Linked DNA regions of Mus musculus: region 2 is linked to region 1. A link is a contact called in public HiChIP or PLAC-seq data. All regions are on one chromosome and are shown on one strand. Each heading gives the region's core, a stretch centred on a gene start, on an enhancer-like site or on the middle of the called end of the contact. The rest is flanking DNA. Distances are from core to core; before and after follow the strand shown. Region 1 overlaps Kng1 (kininogen 1). Region 2 holds the start of Fetub (fetuin beta).

Region 1 (6,614 bases), core at 2,563-5,062:
CATTAGCAGTTACTTTGAAGTGTCATGGAGTGTGTTGTATGTGTCTCTGTGTGTGTCTGTACATGTGTCTGTCACAATACTCAACACTTGCTCAGTGATGCTATTGCCCAGTAATAATGATGGTTTGTACTTCTTGAACACTTGTTGTATCCAATTCATTGTTTAAAGACATTTATATCTTTTGCTCACTGTGAGTAACGTTCAACCTGAGGTTCAAGTACTCATTCAATCTAACTCATTTTAGGTGGTGGCTGGCCTGAATTTTGACATTACCTACACAATTGTGCAAACAAATTGTTCAAAGGAGCGTTTTCCTTCCCTCCATGGAGACTGCGTGGCCCTTCCCAATGGTGTAAGTAGCAGACATTTAATGACAGTCTTTCACAGTTTGCTGACAGTGTTTCCAGGACTGTCAAGCTCTGTCACTTGACACCAAGATGTCACTTAGTAGTTCACACTCAGGTCCACCCAGAGTCTTAGGACCTAAGTTGCTGGTCAAGGCATCCAAGTGTGTCACACTACATATCTCCATCCTGTCAGAGATTAGGTATGGGATTTGACATGGTGATGGGTTGTCACAGTCTCCTGGCCTCCTCCTCCTCCATGTGTGCTCCATGTTCACACAGGGTCCTCTGTGACCCAGCTTTTTCCTGCAAACTCCCCTGTGGTGCTTCCTCACCCTCCCTCTTCTCCTGTCATCTAATAAATGCATCCTGGGAATCCTCTCCTGCTGTGCATGACATCTTGTCATTGAAGAGATGTCAGTGGCTGTTCTGTGGCCAGTGAATGCCAAGGAGACCAAGGAAGGAACCTTCCTGGAATATTATTGTAGATGTTTCTTTAATCTAGCATCTCTGCTTTGACAGTTTTATATCATGAGGGAAAGGTGGGAAATCTAGACCACACTTTGCTAATTTTCACAGTAAAGCATTGGAGACAAATGCTATATGCATCCTTAAGAAATGGTTATGCAAGATACAGCAGTTCATAGATTATGAATACTGCTTCCTGAGCCTCTTGTGACATTAGCAAATCATTGTAATAGGTTAAGGACAAGAAAAAAATTAGGACATAAACTCTACTCACAGGAGCGATGAAGAAAGGAGGATTAGGCGTTCAAGATCATCTTTAACTGCTCAGTGGGTTTGAGGCCTTCATTGGTTTGAAAAGCTGCTGTTTCAGAAAAAAAAAAAAACAAAAAGACCTAAATAAATGAAGGACGATGGGGAGGAAACAGGAGGCTGGGTGTGGTGACACACACCTTTACCAGCACTGCAAAAGCAGCAGATGTCAATGAGTTCAAGAGCAGTCTGCTCTACAAACCGAGTTCTAGGCCTTCTAGGGATGCATAGGGAGACAATGCTGTCTCAAAATTTGTTTTAAATTTAAGTTTTAAAATAAGGAACGAAGGAAGGAAGGGAAACTGTGTATACAGAGTCAGGCAAATATGCAAGGTCAAATAATATAAATATAAAAGTGATAGAAAGTAAATGTGTTATAATTCAGAACACTGTTAACCTTCAGGAAGAGTTCTGGGTGGGTTTTTTTTTTTTTCTGATTTTGCATACCTATTGAGATTTCTTCAATAGTTTTTAAATGTTCTAGTTAATCATGCATTGATTTATAGCTGTAAAAAGAGTCATAAAAGACCCTACCAAGCCGGGCAGTGGTGGCGCATGCCTTTGGGAGGCAGAGGCAGGTTGGGAGGCAGAGGCAGGTGGATTTCTGAGTTTGAGGCCAGCCTGGTCTACAGAGTGAGTTCCAGGACAGCCAGGGCTATACAGAGAAACCCGGTCTCAAAAAAGAACAACAACAACAACAAAAAGACACAAAATAAAAGGAAACATTTATGAATCTTCTGCCCTTAAAGGGCTTAGTGTGAAGATCATGTTCAAAATTCCAGAACCCAAAACCAAAAGACAGACCACTTCTAAAATGGGCAAAGGATTGATTGAACAGATGGCTCCAGATTTGCAGGTATTAGCACATGAGGAGATCCACAGGACCACCAGCCATCAGGCAATGCAAATGCAAGCAGAATGGTCCTAACCCCCAGAGGGATTAGTGCATATCCCCTTTGTCTTTTTCATGGGTGGAGAGAAAGGAGAATTGTGGGAAATTTTCAGTGACTTCTTTTTCTTAAAAGTTGTGATTATTTTATTTAATTTTTAACATTTATTTATTTATTTATTTATTTATTTATTTATTTATTTATTTCGAGTATATGGGCTTTTTGCCTACATGTGTAATCTGTGAATATGTATATACAGTATACACAGAGGCTGGAGAGGACATCAGAACTCTTGAGACTGAAGTTGTAGGTGGTTGTGAGTTGCCATGGGAGAATCAAACCGCAGTCCTCCATAAGAGCAGTCAGTGCTCGGAACCTCTGAGCCAGTTCTCCAGTTCTGTGATTATTTTACATGCTCGACTCTTTTTTTTTTTTCACCTAAGAATTTTTCCTCATCATTAGGAATCTTTTGTTTGTTTGTTTGAAACAGGGTTTCTCTTTGTAGTCCTGGCTGTCCTGGAACTCACTCTGTAGACTAGCCTGGCCACAAACACAGAAATTCGCCTGCCTCTGCCTCCAAGTGCTGGGATTAAAGGCGTGGGCCACCACTGCCTGCCTAGAATTCTTGGTAAACATTAAAGATGACTCTGCAATAATATTCCAGCAAGGACACCATAGATTGTTTTTTACCACAGTGCTCCTACCTTTGGATACCTAGGTTATTTCTAGTTTTTATATAATACTAACTTAGCAAACATTTTTGACAATGAAATTATTTTTGTATTTGGCATTCCTTCAGAATAAGGCTTCAGTTTATTTTTTTTAAGATTTTATTTATTATTTATTTTATAGGTAAGTACACTGTAGCTGTCTTCAGACACACCAGGAGAGGGAGTCAGATGTCATTAAGGATGGTTGTAAGCCACCATGTGGTTGCTGGGATTTGAACTCAGAACCTTTGGAAGAGCAGTCAGTGCTCTTAACCGCTGAGCCATCTCTCCTTCAGTTTTATAAATGATAAACATAGTTATTAAAATCTTTTAAACTCTTCATTTATATAGTTTTTACATTTATAGCTGTTTGCTTAAATAAATTGATTTAAATTCTATTGCGTTAAAATTCAATATTTTATAGCTAAATATATTTTAGTTTCTCAATCAATAATTGAGTTAACGTGTTCATTTTGCTGAAATATTTTCATAAGTATGCTAGAAGTTTATGGATTGAATTTATGGATGAGTAATTATATATTCTTTGCCCATTCTTTTCTTTGTGTGTGTGGTATATGCAGGTATGTATGTGTGTGTGTGCTCACCTGTGCAGATACATGTGAAGGCCATATGCTCAGCTGCCTCTAAAACAAAACAAAGCAAAAGTTGAAGCCAGGGAAGAGATATCTCAGTCAGTAAAGGGCTTGTCTTTGGGTCTCTCTCTCCCATGCAGACATCTAGAATACAAGCATCAGAGAGACAAGACTCCTGGGCTCACTTGACAGTGGCCTACTGGAATCAGTGAGCTCAGGGTTCAATGAGAGATCCTGTCTTACTTAGGCATTCCCTGTGCAGTGGACAATCCCATTTCTCTCCCTCTGTCGGTGCTCCTTGTCATAGCTATCATGGCTACCATGTGCTTTTCATTTTTTCCATTGCTTTTATTCCTTTTTTCCCCTTTTCCTGATATAATGATTTGTAAAGTAGACAAACTGTCACAGGATTTTCCCTGTCCAATTACATTAGTACAAAGGATGTCTGTGATTGGCCAGGGAAAAGGGAGGCAGAGCTAAGAGTTGCAGAGCAAGGGAGAGTCTCAGGGTAAAAGGAAAAGGAAGATGGCTGCGGATATGAACCTATGTGGTAGTGTTTTCCAGCCACAAGTAGCTATGATTTCACAAGGTTAGAAATATTAGGATAAAGCTCTTATCATTATTAGTCGGCTCTGAAATTTAATGTATTGGCATCTTATAAATTGTGACATTATTGATACATAAATCTGATGGATTAATTAAGCTTTAAGAGTCTTGATTTTACCGGGTTACTGGGTATTGTGATATGCAACTGCGAGGCTGGCGGTTCCATTTAGTTATTGGAGTGCAGGATCACCGACTACATGAGTATATGGCTGAGGAAGAAGCAGCAGTAATGCCAGGGACAAGCAACCGAGAGCTGGGTACACAGCAATCAGGTGCAGCCGGGGCTAGCTCCAGAGAGTTGGCAGCGGCAGCAGGAAGGCGCACAGGAGCGTGGTCTGACTCCACGGAAAGTTGGCAGGTTCAGTTTTTTAGTATCTCCCGCAACAGACATACTTACTGTCTTTTATTTTTACTAGTTGTTTGCTTTTCACAATGACTTCTGTTTATGATTTTTTAACCACCAGGATGATGGTGAATGTAGAGGAAATCTCTTCATGGATATTAATAACAAAATTGCCAACTTCTCACAGAGCTGTACCCTTTATTCAGGTGAGAAAGCCCACATGGAGACACAGGAAGTGGTGTCTCCTTTTTACTTAGCTGCACTGGGTCTGAACTGGTCAAGGCAACACAGTGACTGAGCAACAATGTGTCTTCCCCAGACACGGTAGCCTTCAGGGACAGTGGCAGCTGCCTTTCTTTTTGTGTACACTGTCCTTAAATCCCATGTTTTGAGTTGGAGAGAATTGCATCTCGTTTTTAACCACCCACCATGGAATCCTTCCAGGTAAAGGTGGGCTTTCTAGTGTGTTTTGATATGGTGAGCTCTGTGGAAAACTTATAGTTAAATCAGCATTTTCAATAAAAGGGCTGACTTCACTCACATTGACATATAATTGTGAACGTGTCATGTTGAGAAACACCACCATGCACCTGTCATGAGGAGCGCCGCTGTGCACAGGTCATGGGGAGCACTACTGCGTATGTGTCATGAGGAGACCCACTCTATATATGTCATGAGGGGCACTACTGTGCACTAACCATGAGAAACTCCACTAGCACTGCCTGTTCAGTGGAGCCATGGACTCTAAGCTGGCCATTGGAGAGCCATTGCAAGCACTTTCCTCAAACTTAAACATTTCTCTATAGTTGACATCAAAAATGGGAAATTTGGGCTGGTGAGAGGGCTCAGTGGGTGAGAGCACCCGACTGCTCTTCCAAAGGTCCAGAGTTCAAATCCCAGCAACCACATGGTGGCTCATAACCATCTGTAACGAGATCTGACTCCCTCTTCTGAAGTGTCTGAAGACAGCTACAGTGTACTTACATATAATCAATAAATAAATCTTTTTTTAAAAAATGGGAAATTTTAAACTGGGTGTGGTTGCATACCTGTAACTGTGCCAGTCAGGACACTGAAGCAGGGGATCAGAAGTTTTTAGGTCAACATCTACATGGAGAATTCAAGGCTGGCTTGGGACATATAATGCCCTGTATCAGTGTGTAAAAATACAAGCAATTATAGCATATGGGTGAACATGGGCAAACACGCTTCCCTAAACATCTGATCTCCCAAAGAACAAGGAGAAGTGGACTGTCTCAGGACCAGTATTCCCTTAATCCTGTTCTGCTTACCTCACACCCTGTATAAATGAGAATGCAGAAGTTGTGTGTGACAGGAGAGAAGCCAGACTACACTTTGGGTGTACCTACTGACTTTAAATCTGATTTCTTCTCAGGAGATGATTTGGTAGAAGCGCTTCCCAAGCCTTGCCCTGGCTGCCCCAGGGACATACCTGTAGACAGCCCAGAGCTGAAGGAGGTGCTTGGTCATTCCATTGCACAGCTAAATGCAGAGAATGACCATCCTTTCTATTACAAGATTGACACCGTGAAAAAAGCAACATCACAGGTCTGTACATAGGAAAATGGGAGTTTGTATCCTATGTATAGATTGATTGGTAGTATGACCCCTGTTCTTGGCTCTGGTGAGGAAAACAGGACTTGGCAACAGGATTTGGTGGCTTAAATTCCAAGTCCCAACTGTGCTGCATGCTTGAGTGTCTTTGTTGGGCGAGTATCTTGCCACAAGTTCTAGGTCACCTTGGACTACACTTAGTAAGATCCTGTCTTAACACACACACACACACACACACACACACAGAGAGAGAGAGAGAGAGAGAGAGAGAGAGAGAGAGAGAGAGAGAGAGAGACTTCACTCTTGCTGCATGTTCTTTCTCCCTTTGTTCCCTGTGCCCTGGATGCACTCTATCAATAAAGGCTGTTTGCCTTTATCTGGAGTCAGAGGCTCAGCTCTACCATCACCTCTATCCTTGGTGACTCTGTGTGACTATTAAAATCTCATCTCTTGTGGCACCATCTGTAAAATGAGTAGCTGTATTAGAGAAGGGAAAATCTCCAACAGCACTGGCATCTATACTCAGACTGTTAAAGGATAGATTCCAACCTAAAGACTAGCTTCTCTGGATAAGCTTAATTAAGCTAAACTACACTAAGATAAGCTAAACTAAGCTGAGAGTAGATAAGAAACTTTATCAAGATAGAAGCAAGCTGCTGTGGAGGCTGACATGAGCTTCTAAATCTAGTAAGAAATAGGTTTAGTAGTTGTATTTCTAGGAATCTAACAAGAGCCTTCATATGTGAACATAGTCATTGTTGTTTTCATTCTAAAAG
Region 2 (7,164 bases), core at 2,334-4,833, 150 kb before region 1:
AGGATTTATGAGTCACTAGTTTTTCAGTTTACTGTAGTATATTACTGTCATTGTTTATTTTTATGTTCAGGTTTCCCAAGGGTTGACAGTGGCTTCCCTTCAAGCGAGTTCTTTTACAGAAACGTACTCTGAGTACCTCCTTACTTTCTGCACAAGGCCAGCTTATACTCTCCATTTCCTCAGAATCAACCATGTCAAAGGGCCTGGGTTTCTAATAAAGACTGGGATTGAACTGGCTTTGGTGGCTCACCCCTTTAATACCAGCACTCGGGAGACTGAGACAGGCAGATATCCATGAATTCAAAGTCACCCTGGTCTACATAGTAAGTTTCAGGATAGCCAGGCCTATGTAGAAAGACCCTATCTCAAAAACAAAAATTTTAAAAAAAAGACTAAGATTGAAAAGCCAGGTTCAGCTCTGGGTGGGCTTGTTGCACTGTAGTCTCCGTGCTTGTAGGCCTTCTCAGCCAGCCCAGGAGGAAAGAATCATTATCTCCGATGGCCCGAGTCAAGTTCTGAATTCTCTTGCTGCCTCTAGAACCAACCCCAAAGCCCAGAGTCCCCTCATTCTCCCTCACACATTCTTCCTCATTGAGAACCTTCCTTCCCAGCAGTTTCCCCAACATCACAATGCATGCAAATACCTTTTTAGAATTTGCCATACCCTTTCCACCCTGGAAAAGCAAAATATTCCATTCTTACCATTAGTCTTTTAGGCTGTTGTGTGATCAAAGAACTGCATTCAAGAATAACTGTTCCGAAGGGTGAGTTGTGGGTTTATTTCTTCTGCTGTGTCCAGGTTTCATCTGAAATACAAGCTCCTTCCTTTTTGTTTCCATCTAATTTTGTTATTCCGCCCCCCACACTCAACTTTGTTTAACTAATTTTACAGTTCTGAGCACGGCCAACAGTAGCAGTGTTCTAAAATTCAAAACTATACAAAGGAATACTCAGAAAATACTGATGATTTGGAGAAATTGACGTTTGTTTCTTTGTTGTGCTTTGAACATTCTCTGAGTCACTGTTAGGTGTACCTGCCCCCCAGTAGGATTCCCTGGGCCTTCCATTCACACCTCCCCTAGGCACCACTTGACTGCAAACCTTACCATGACCCTTCATTTCCGCCAGCAGGCAAGTGAGCTGAGCCTCAAGTATGCCTGAGCCGAGACCCTTGCGTGAGAAGCCGGGTGACCAGATTGACTTCTGATGATTTCACAGCTATTCACACGGAATTAGAAAGGATACCTGCTTTGTGCTAACACGGCTATAAAACAGGATGACGGGACCTTTGATGCAGCCGCCCTCCTCTCCATTCCACGTGAGCGTCCTGGACTTACCCATGCCCAGCCTGCTGCGGGCAGCCAGAGCCTTTCTGGGTCACTGTGTGTACAGTACTGACTATGGTGAGATTCAGCAATAAAGCCACCTACTGAGTGACAGCCTTGGGCATCAGCAGCTCTGGGTGGAGAAGGCCCTGTGCAGGGAAGCCACAGCCTATGGGTGGGACCCAAAGTGCGGGCAGAGCATTGGGAAAAGCCCAGGCAGAAACAAAGTACTGGGCGGCTCCTTGGAAAGACACGGAACCTAATTAGAGCTTATTCTCTCTAGGACCTTCCTCTAATTCATAGTTAGGGTGTATGTCAGCCCTGAAACTCAGCTAAGCAGGGTATTATTCCTGGAGTTCTGAATGATGGCGCACTCTGTTTGCAAGATATAAAAGGGCAGTCAGAGGGAGAAGCTGCCATCATCCTTTGCAGCTCCATCGGGAACACCTGGAGAGGATCCCTCCAATTTGTTAATTAACAAACAAGCACCTTGTTTATACACCAGTTGCTCCTGTGAGTTGGTCTCCTGGCCGAAGCGACTCTGGGTCCTCAGGAAAGCCTGTCTGTCAGAGCTGCAGGACTGGGCCCCACCTTCCGTGTTCCTCCCTGTCTTAGATCAACGGGACTGTGAGTATGTGACATGCGTGGCCATCTTCCCTGCCCACTCCTTACTTTTTAGACTCTTTTGGGGGGGGGGGGAGTACAGAGGCCAAATCCATAGCCAAGCACAGTTCACTGGTCCTCACACCCAGCCCACGTGTGTGTGGAAAATGCTTCCTGCATTCCCATTGGTGAGTACTGAACTGGAATTAAACCCCAGGCCTGCGTGAACCCAGCGTCTGTATTAGTGGCCTCTTCACAACAAGGATTTTTACGGGAAATCTCACTCATGATGCAATAGGATCACGTTCCCCCGGGGGGGCATGGTGGATAGATCTGTGTGATTCAAGTTCCGGAAATCTCACTCATGATGCAATAGGATCACGTTCCCCCGGGGGGCATGGTGGATAGATCTGTGTGATTCAAGTTCCGTAGAGCCAGGTTCTAGGAGCTGCCCCTGCTAGAGATGGAATGGCACCCTGTGCAGAGAGGGGGGCAGAGTGCCCTCCCATCAGGGCTAAACGGGCCCTTAGTAATCGCATGGTTGAAAGCCCTACACAGTTGAGGAAATTGGGCTTAAGTGTTACATCGCTAGCCTAGCTCACGCAGACCAGGGCTGAAGCAGGGTCCTGGTCAAAGTTCAGTTTACCATGTGATTTAGCATCCTTACAGCATCTTTTTACCCCGTTTGCATCTGTCTTTCATTAAAATTGCACCAATGGCTTCTACCTAAGTGTACTGGGTACATTTCCTCAGGCATTGGACACTCCAGCCCAGACCCGACAGAGGTATGTTCACTGCTGGCTGAAACTAAATCTCTGCTGAACCTCAGAGTTTGGATATCTGATTTTTTTTAACTGATAAAGGAAAACTTAAGCACATTTAAATTGAAAAAAATTAAAGCATTCATTAATTTATGAGTCCCAGTATTGTGGGAGGGTAAACTTGTACAATTTAGCTGTAGAAAGAAGGGAAGATAAATGAATTTTATTGGTTAGTGTAGAAAGCTCCTGTCTTGAGGTTATTATTTATTTGTTTGTTGTTTGTTTATTTGGTAGAGATTTAAATTCCAGAGCCTCCACAATCTAATGGTCTCCCAATTTGTGTTGTTTTTCTTAAAGTAGCCATTTCTGGCTTCGATACCCATTTTTCTCGAATTATTCCCATTTGAAAACACAACTGGGAGCGTGTGGGGGAAAAAAAATTTGGTAACTCAGGGTTGGAATCATTCTAAACAACACGTGGCATGAGCCAACCCAGAAAAACAGGTCTTTAAAGATATTTCTAAATTGGAAAAAAGAAAGAAAGAAAGAAAGAAAGAAAGAAAGAAAGAAAGAAAGAAAGAAAACACAACCAAGAGCTCCCTTCTGTAGAACTGTAATCTTCAGATTTGGGTTTCATAATCAATCTTTACTAACCACTTGTTTACGGAAGACTAAAAAGTGGGCGTGGCTTCTTATTAATGTGGTCCATCCTGTGCTGTGCTGCTGTCACCGGATCCTTCTCACCCTTCTGGAGGCCTGGAGGGCCTCTGGGAACAGCTTTCTTGCTGCGTCATGCGTGGGCGGGAGGCGGGAGGCAGGAGGAAGAACTCTGCCTAACAAATGTACTCCCCTGACATGGGCATGCCCCACCCCTGAGAACAGAGCCCTTGGGACTTAATCTCTGTAAAGGCGCCACCTCTCCACAGGTTTCATAAGCGTTCGTTTTCTGAGCTTTGGGAACGTGTTCAAAGCACACCAGACTTGCAAAGCTCTTGATTCCGGACAGCTTACCTTGATTCCTGACATTGTGCAGTGGCTCAGCCAGAACCTGTGAGTCACAGGTAGCTGCTGTGTTACACAACATCTAACAACGTCTAGCCTTCTGCGATTTCTGGTGCAGGGTCATGATTAGTGCATTTGACAGATTTGGCAGAGTGGCTTACAGTGGGTAAGTGGCTTCTCCACATCGGCTGGTTGGTAGCTGAAAGAGTAGCTCACACAGTGTTCTAAGCATCTGTGTGGTGACAAAAATATTTTTACATTTATTTGTTTATTTTTGTGCAGAGGTGGGGTGGGTGGGCCAGAGTGCAGATGACACTGCACTCTGGTCAGAGGACATCGTTCAGCAGTCGGTTCTTCCCTTTCACTGTGAGGGTATCAGGAGTTACATTCAGGCCACCAGGCTTGGCAGCAAGCACCTTTAGGGGCTGAGCCATCTCACTCGCTTTGATGAAAATCTTCTAAAAGGGAAGGCTCCTGTGCTGTTTCTTGTATTGATTCATTCAGGATTTTTACCCTTTCTGAGCCCTAGTATTCTCCCCTGGTTGGACTTGGCTAAGTTTTCTTTAGAGTTTTCAGTGAGTGTCTATACTACCACTAAGTTAGTGAGTGGATGCTGTTACCTAGTTGTCTATGAGTAGCTATCAAATGGGGTGGGGGGTGGGGTGGGGGGGAAGGAATCTGTGTTCTGCTCAACTATAATACAATTACATTTAGCATCATAAATTTAAGTTTTTTAGTAAGTTTATTATAAAATTAACTTTTCAATGTTAGCTAAAAACATAAGTCAGCATATTTAAGTTTAATATGTAATCAATGTTTTAAGTAAATTTAGGAACTTGAGCAATGTTAACAGCCTTCTTTTGCTTGGTTCACTCGTGTCAGCCATAGCTTACTGCATATTGGATTTTCATCTAGACCAGAGGAGCATTTCTTTCCATCCAAAATATTTGGGCCCTCTTATCAGGTTCCCATGAAAAGTCTCACAGACTGGTGTCCTTATTTATAAACACAGACATTTCCAAAATATATTTGTGAATTAAAAATAAGCTCTACTCAGGAAAACTCTTATATTCTCTAGTAGCTGTAGGGACCTGTGTTTGAAATAGTATTGACCCCAAAGCTTTGGAGTCTTCAAGATACTCTGTGTATTGAGGGCCTACCAGATGGGTACCTGTGGATAGAGCAGAACCTCTGTCTATTGAACACAGAAAGCCTGGGCAGGGGTGGAGATGGAGGTATGGAATGAGGTATTGCTTACCTTAGGGAATGCTTTAAGGGACAGCCTGCTATGTAGGCTCCCTTCCTGACTTAGACCTTTGCTTTCATTGTTGATATCTCTCTCTCTCTCTCTCTCTCTCTCTCTCTCTCTCTCTCTCTCTCTCTCTCCCCCCCCCCACCCCCGTGTGTGTGTGTTTGTAGTAGAAACATTTTTAAAAAAATAAATGGCCTGTGGCTGTAGCTCAGAAGTACAATGTTTGCCTGGTGTAAGTGAGGCCCTGGTTTGATGCTTGGCATCATGCACAATGTGTGTGTGCCATTTATGGAGGTAGGTACCCGCAATCCCAGGAATTTGAGCAGCTGAAGCAGGATTGCAAGTTCCATGCCAGACTGGGAAACTTATTGAGGTCTTGTCTCAAAATAAAAGTTGCTGTGATGTAGCGCTATGAAAGCACGTCCCCAGCACATATGAGGCCCAGCCCTAGAGGGAAAGGAGCTTTGAAAGATACCTGATTTAGTCACCAGGTATGGTGATATGCACCTGTAGTCCCAGTAGATGCAAGAGGATTGCGAGTTCAAGGCCAGCTACCGAACACATTTAAGGCCCTGTCAAAACAAAAAATAAATTGCTTTTCATATATCCCCAATAAGCAGAACCTTCCTGGGATCTGAACTGAAGCTCAGAAAGAGAGGCAAGAACCATGATCCGTCTTGATGGCCACCATTATCTTTCTCTTGACAGTGTCAGGTCTTGGTCTCTTGATGAATTTACCTGTAGGTGCACAAAAGGAAGACTAGACCTAGAGTGTGTTGGGAGAACTTTTGGGGTCTCCTTAGCTTTCCCCACCTTAAATACAATTCTGAGATGAAGCATTTTCCTGTCCTATACAGGAACTAGAAAGGGACACTTCTGAGTAGTGCTTGTATTCAGTTCCAGTTGGATTAGGACTCTCCATCTGGACAAGACAGAAGCCAGGTCTCCCATGTCTTGATCAAACATTTTTTTATAATTCCTGGGAAAGGGTTAGGAAACTTGGATTTATTTACACGAAAGGCATGCTCCGGATCCAAGGTTAGAACACTGACAAATCCAATCCAAAATATTGACTCAAAAACTGCTGTGTTTGGATAGAGGTGGCCTCAGGGCATGGTGTTTCAAGTCCTAGTAGGCTATTCTGTTGCAGTTATAAAGCTGCTCAAGTGAACCTTGAGGCCCCACGGCAGGGCTCGTCCTGGCAGCTCTATACTGACACATCCTGGATCTTTTTTTTTTTTTTTTTTTTTTTTTTTCCGAGTTTGTTTTTTTTTTTTTTTTTTTTTTTTCCATTTTTTATTAGGTATTTAACTCATTTACATTTCCAATGCTATACCAAAAGTCCCCCATATCCACCCACCCCCACTCCCCTGCCCACCCACTCCCCCTTTTTGGCCCTGGTATTCCCCTGTACTGGGGCATATAAAGTTTGCAAGTCCAATGGGCCTCTCTTTCCAGTGATGGCCGACTAGGCCATCTTTTGATATATATGCAGCTAGAGTCAAGAGCTCCGGGGTACTGGTTAGCTCATAATGTTGTTCCACCTATAGGGTTGCAGATCCCTTTAGCTCCTTGGCTACTTTCTCTAGCTCCTCCATTGGGAGCCCTATGATCCATCCATTAGCTGACTGTGAGCATCCACTTCTGTGTTTGCTGGGCCCCGGCATAGTCTCACAAGAGACAGCTACATCTGCGTCCTTTCTATAAAATCTTGCTAGTGTATGCAATGGTGTCAGCGTTTGGATGCTGATTATGGGGTGGATCCCTGGCTATGGCAGTCTCTACATGGTCCATCCTTTCATCTCAGCTCCAAACTCCGTCTCTGTAACTCCTTCCATGGGTGTTTTGTTCCCAAATCTAAGGAGGGGCATAGTGTCCACACTTCAGTCTTCATTCTCCTTGAGTTTCATGTGTTTAGCAAATTATATCTTATATCTTGGGTATCCTAGGTTTGGGGCTAATATCCACTTATCAGTGAATACATATTGTGTGAGTTTCTTTGTGAATGTGTTACCTCACTCAGGATGATGCCCTCCAGGTCCATCCATTTGGCTAGGAATTTCATAAATTCATTCTTTTTAATAGCTGAGTAGTACTCCATTGTGTAGATGTACCACATTTTCTGTATCCATTCCTCTGTTGAGGGGCATCTAGGTTCTTTCCAGCTTCTGGCTATTATAAATAAGGCTGCTATGAACATAGTGGAGCATGTGTCCTTCTT

Evidence for each region. HiChIP or PLAC-seq counts read pairs in DNA pulled down with a chosen protein or histone mark.
Region 2: a contact with region 1 is called in an H3K27ac HiChIP or PLAC-seq map of embryonic stem cells, with 3 times the contacts expected there. The contact joins the promoter of Fetub here to the enhancer-like site in region 1. A contact is called at or near these places in 3 of 39 promoter capture datasets (3T3-L1-derived adipocytes, hippocampal neurons and stem cell-derived epiblast-like cells), 2 of 115 datasets of contacts at active chromatin or transcription factors (both in embryonic stem cells) and 2 of 9 other capture datasets (adipose tissue and liver).

The regions. Positions count from the first base shown.
Region 1 is chr16:23,068,974-23,075,587 of GRCm38.p6, forward strand. Kng1 (kininogen 1) reads left to right here. Exons shown (of 11, transcript NM_023125.3): 5 at 245-352; 6 at 4,385-4,469; 7 at 5,660-5,832. Among named protein-coding and RNA genes, the nearest start is that of Kng1, 14 kb to the left of the region's middle. Within about 2 kb of position 3,813, at least 2 of the 459 cell types and tissues checked have an H3K27ac peak or open chromatin away from gene starts, as enhancers often do. A contact at or near this core is called in embryonic stem cells, where this site is marked.
Region 2 is chr16:22,916,639-22,923,802 of GRCm38.p6, forward strand. Fetub (fetuin beta) reads left to right here and starts at 3,584. Exons shown (of 8, transcript NM_021564.2): 1 at 3,584-3,857.